Linked DNA regions of Rattus norvegicus: region 2 is linked to region 1. A link is a contact called in public Hi-C data. All regions are on one chromosome and are shown on one strand. Each heading gives the region's core, a stretch centred on a gene start, on an enhancer-like site or on the middle of the called end of the contact. The rest is flanking DNA. Distances are from core to core; before and after follow the strand shown. Region 1 holds the start of Parp4 (poly (ADP-ribose) polymerase family, member 4). Region 2 overlaps Parp4 (poly (ADP-ribose) polymerase family, member 4).

The links. A called contact is a pair of places that touch in the nucleus more often than the background predicts.
Region 2: a Hi-C map of the A7r5 cell line shows a contact between it and region 1, with 1.7 times the contacts expected there. The contact joins the enhancer-like site here to the promoter of Parp4 in region 1. A contact is called at or near these places in 3 of 12 Hi-C or Micro-C datasets (the A7r5 cell line, Schwann cells and mammary epithelial cells).

What each region holds. Positions count from the first base shown.
Region 1 is chr15:34,804,757-34,807,456 of GRCr8, forward strand. It overlaps Parp4 (poly (ADP-ribose) polymerase family, member 4), which reads left to right and starts at 1,447. Exons shown (of 34, transcript NM_001427093.1): 1 at 1,447-1,528. It also overlaps a transcript of Cenpj not described here.
Region 2 is chr15:34,843,385-34,846,084 of GRCr8, forward strand. It overlaps Parp4 (poly (ADP-ribose) polymerase family, member 4), which reads left to right. Exons shown (of 34, transcript NM_001427093.1): 12 at 279-374. Among named protein-coding and RNA genes, the nearest start is that of Parp4, 39 kb to the left of the region's middle. Within about 2 kb of position 1,442, at least 8 of the 93 cell types and tissues checked have an H3K27ac peak or open chromatin away from gene starts, as enhancers often do. A contact at or near this core is called in the A7r5 cell line, where this site is marked.

The sequences.
Region 1 (2,700 bases), core at 197-2,696:
CCAGCACACCCTCTCCTTCCAAAAGCTGCTTTTATCAGGGCAGTAAGACAAACTAGAACTGTTTCCTTTTCTGCTTTGTTTTCTAAGAGCGCACTAAAGATCTCTACCTCCACATTGCAGGGTTCCAGACATAAACCACCAAGCCTGTGTTTAATACATTGTAGGGACTGAATCGAGGGCTTCACACAAGCACTTTAACCTGCTGAACCGTATCCCTAGTCCAGTAAAGAAGTTTCTAGGGATGGGGAGGTGGCTCAGTCCCTAGAGTGTTTGCCTTAGAAGCATAAAGACCAGAGTGTAGCACACAATACCAACATTTTGAAAACGGCTAGAAGCCAGCTAGGTGGCTCAGTGGGTAAAGCATTTGTCCTACAAGCCTGACGACATGAGTCCTGTTCCCAGAGTCATGTCAAAGTAGAAATAAGCACACATACGTGTACACATGCAAACAATAAATATATGTATATATTATACTTATAAAACCACACGGGGCTGGGGATTTAGCTCAGTGGTAGAGCACTTACCTAGGAAGCGCAAGGCCCTGGGTTCGGTCCCCAGCTCCGAAAAAAAAGAACCAAAAAAAAAACAAAAAAAAAAAAAACAAAAACCACACATACTGGTATGTGCTTGTAATCCCAGTGCTGGGAGGCAGAGACTGGTAGATTCCTAGTGCTCACTGGCTAGCTAGCCTAGCATATTTAATGAGTTCCAGATCGGTTGGCACCCGAAGACATCACCCAAATAAAACATGTCACCAAAATTCAGCTCCACCTTTTACATTCAATTCTCTAGTCTAGACCTTATATTCTCATTTCATCGTATTCTGAGGAATCAAATTTTTTTCTAAATCAGTCCCTACTCAGTACATTTCTGATTCTAGCACCCAGGGCCCACACGTGTGAAACGAATAACCAACTGAGCTGTAGAGCCCTAGTCCCATCGTTTGAGTGTCTCCGATTAGTGATGGATGCTATTGTGCGCTCCAAACTCAGAAGTTCTCATTTTCTTCCACTGTTGATGCTGAAAATCCAACCCAGGGGCCCACAAATTTAGCCAAGCCCTCTACCAAAGACCTAGCTCTTCAACCCTAAATTCTCTGTGATGTCAAACCTTTGGGAAATTTCTCACCTGCTCTGGGATTCCAGCACGCTACTTAGCCCCAATCCATGATAATTTCTCGGTCAAAAGTCGCCATCTGTCACATCTCCCAGATTCAAATTTTGGATTTACCCCTACTGGCAATTTACAGTCTGAAAAAGAAACTGAAAGTCCTGAAAGCTAGGCTGATCTTGGAAGCTGAGGCCACGCCTTCTCGCCAGCTGGCAAAGTGATAGGGACAGTCTCAGGGAACCCCGCTAAGGGGCGCTGGCAACTTTGAGCATAGGTCCAGGGTTCAGGAGACTCAGCCACGGCCCCGCCCTGACGCGCCCCACCTCTCCCGGAAGCACAGAGGCTGGAACGCTGGCTGTGGGGCTCCGAGGAAAGGATCATCCGACCCCAGGAAGGGCCAGGAGGGATCTCCAAGCAGGTGCGTGGGTGCCCCAGGAGGCTGTCTGACAGCCCGAGGACCCCGGTAGTCCCGGGTGGCCATGACCTTCGCTGAAACTTTGCTCAGGGGTCGCGGCCCTAGGCCGGGTGCGCTGGAGAGGTCAACTTTGTCTGCGCGATCAGACCCTCTGCTGTTCTGGGAAAATAATGCAGCAGAACACAACATGTCTTTACTTTCTGAAAGTTGAATTTCCAAGGAAACTTATGGTAGAAGAAATTAACTCATTGAGGTCGGGAGTTGAAATTTAGCCAAACCTGACTGACTGTAAGGTTTAGCTCCCGGTCCTACTAAGACAAAAAGAATAAATAAATAAAAAGAGGAGAGTGGGTTAATTTGTAGTTTTAGCCAAGACTGGGAATAGAGAAATTCTTAATCTGTCTAGGCCCTACCTATGGCAGTTACAATTCATTTTAATGAAAAAGAGGAAGGTCAGGAAATAAGCCTTTTTTTGTTTTGTTTTGTCCTTGTGTCGGATATATGCCTCTGCCCTACTAAAAGCTACTTCCGGTGCGATGGCTATTCTTGTCTGTTAAATTGACACACCTAGGAAAAGTGAACCTCAACTGAGAAATGGCCTCCATCAGATTTACCTCTGGGGCGTGTCTGCAGAGCATTTTCTTGATTGCTAACTGAAGAGAGCTTAGCCCAGAATTGCGGCTTCTGGGCAGGGGGTCCTGGACTGTATAAGGAAAGCAGGTGAACAGAAGCAGAAAGCAAGCCAGTAAGAGCGTTCTCCCTTGACTATTAATCAATTTATTTATTCGCTTTACATCCCAATCGCATCCTTTCATACAGTCAGTTCCTTAAACTGTGCTACTGTTATGAATCGTTATGTAAAAATATCTGTGTTTTCCCGTGGTCTTAGGAGACCCTGGCAACGGGGTCGAGACCCACAGATTGAGAACCACTGGCTTCCAGGTTCCTGCCCAGAGTTCATGCCCTGCTTTTCGTGTTTGACCGTACGTAAGCTGTGAGATGAAAGAAACCTTTTCCTCCTCGAGTGGCTTTCGGTTATGATCTTTCTAACAACAATAGAAACGATTAAAATAAGGCTCTCGAATGAGCCTCGTTATTCCCAGCCAGGAGTTTCTTGCAGAGATCCTGTTTCCTACGGCCCCTTACAGAAGACACGGGTCTGTAAAATAGTTCCT
Region 2 (2,700 bases), core at 192-2,691, 39 kb after region 1:
CTGATGCCCTCTTCTGTCATGCATATAAACAGGAAGTTGGAGTGCTCATATGCATAATTAAATGTATCTAAAACTAAAACAATGACAAGAAGTACATATTTAATAGAGATGGATTTTTTCTGCATATTTTGAATCCATGGCTGGCTGACTATAGGTATGGAGGGCCAGTTGAACTCTGACCTAAAGTTTGTAAAGACAGCAAACTTCCTGTTGGTCACTGAATCTAAGGGCTTCGTGGCAGAGTCCTTTCCTTTCATGATCCTACCCTTTTCTTCCAGAGGGCTGCTCTTACCTAAGGTAGCGGAAGACCGCGGTGTGCAAAGAACAGACGTTGGAAATCTGGGGAGCGGGATCTACTTCAGCAACTCACTCAGGTTAGTGACTTCTGCCTGAGCCCCATCACAGAGGGATCCTCACAAACCTCCCTCTCTTTCTTTACTGAGGAAGTCTCTCGCCCACTGAAGCATCTCGGAAAGCAGCCATTGCCACAGCATACTGCAAAAACATGGGTTCTGTAGTGAACATTTGGGAAAATTATGTTTGAAGTCTTAGTGTTTTTCTTTTGCTCAGAGCCTTTAAATGTCTATTACTTTGATCTATTTATCTAGTGTGTGAACGTGTGTGCGCATGTGGGGTGGAGGTGGGGGAGACGTGTGCATGCCCCAGTGCATTCGTGGAAATCAGATGACAACTCGACGGAGTCGGGTTTTTCCTTCTACCAAGTAGAGCCCAGGGATCAAACTCAGGTCCTCAGGCTTGGTAGCGGACACCTTAACTGACTGGGCCAGCCCGTCTCAGCCCGTCTCAGCCTCTACATACGTTTTCTAGCTGCATCTTCTCCAGTGCCCCTCATCTCCTCTACTCTCAGAAGCCACCCCACAGGCAATTCTCATTAGCACAGATGGGGACCTTGAGGGCACCAGGGGGCGCTAGCCTCAGAACGGTCGACTAACACGGGTCACATGGGGAGCAGACCTTTGCTGTTTTGTTCTTTCTCCAGGACAGTGGTATTAGTTGTTTTCCTGATGGAAGGTGGAGTTTTGTTTTGGGTTTGTGGTTCCAAGGAATGGAGGCCCGACTTCCGACTTCCGGAGCCTGAAGCTAAGGGCTCACTCTTTCAACTACAAACACAGAATAGGTCACACTAAAAAAGGCCTGAGGTTTGAAACTTCAAAACCAAACCCCAGCACACACCTCCTCCAACTCCACTCCCTCCTGAGCCTCGATAATCAGTGCTGCCAACTGGGGACCAAGTGTTCAAAGCCCAAAACTGTGGGGGAACTTCTCATAGGGGTTCATGGCGACTGAAGCATCTATGGGCCTGTGCTAGGTCTTCTTCTATGATGCGGTTGTCTAGCTTGGGGTGTTTGTGGGACTCCTAACAGTGGGAGCTGGGACTCTCTGACTCTTTTGCTTGCTTCTCGGGCCCCTTTCCTCCCACTGGGTTGCCTCATCCAGCCTTGGTATGAGGGAACACGCCAAGTCTTGTTACTTGCTATGTCATGTTCTGTTGATATTCCCGGAAGGCTGCTCCCCCCACCCCCGCCTTTGCCCCGCCCGCTCCCCCTCCCCCCCTCCGTCCTTTTAGAGTGATCTGGGGAAGAAGAAAGGTTGGGGGCAGAGACTAGGAGGAGAGGAGGAAAGGAAAACTGGGGTTGGGATATAATGTAGGAGAGAAAAAACTGCCTGCAGCTTTGATTTTCCCCAGTCTTGCACACTTCTGATCTGCTTTTTAAAATGGGAGTGTAAAATAGAAGAGTTATTTTTATGTGGAAAAATGTTTTCCTTCTTATTCATTGCTCTGGCATTCCTTGCAGTACAATATAGATATTTTTAGTGGCTGACAGAGAACAGAGCACTTCGATCGTTATCTGCCATAAAGAAAAGCACTATACTCAGTTACCTAATTGTTTTTATTCTTTTTGAGAGGGGGTCTCACTATCTAACCCAGGCTAGCTGGAAACTCATGTATACTAGGCTAGCTTGGAACGTGAAGTGATCCTCCTGCCTCAGCCTTCAACAGACTAGAGTTACAGGTGTGTGCTACACTGGGTTTTTTAAATGAAAAAGTACATAGTGAACAACACAGCCTCCTCCTTTTTCTCTTCCCCCATTCATCTCCCTCCTTCTCATCCTCTCTTCTTCAACAGGGATTTAGTGTGTAGCAGAGGCTGGCCTTGAACTCATGAGCCTTCTGCTCACTTTCCCAAGTGTTGGGTTATAAGTGCACACCTACCCAACTTCTCACCATGAAGTTCTAACTTGTATGTTTGGAGTTATTGCTACAGTGGTAAACTTGGAATGATCGCTCTAGAAAGTCTTTCAACAATGCAGTCTGAGCATCCCTTGTCTGAAGGACTAGAAGTTGGTTTTTTGGGTTGTTTTTTTTTTTTTAAGATTTGGGATTATATGTGTGTACACAAAGAAATATCTTTCGGAACACACGAATCCAAATATGGAATTCATTTATGTTCATCTACACTTGATAAACGTAGCCTGGTGGTGATTTTACACAATATGTTTAGTGTGTGTACCTCAGACTCCTACCATCTCAAGATTAGGGGTAGAACTTTCCATCTGCGCTGTCCCATCAATCAGTGATCAGCGTTTTCAGTTCGGGCCGTTTCAGATTTTGATTCACAGTTGTGGGTTAGAGGTGCCCAAGCCATGTTTCTTATTTGTACAGTGAAGTAAGGCTGG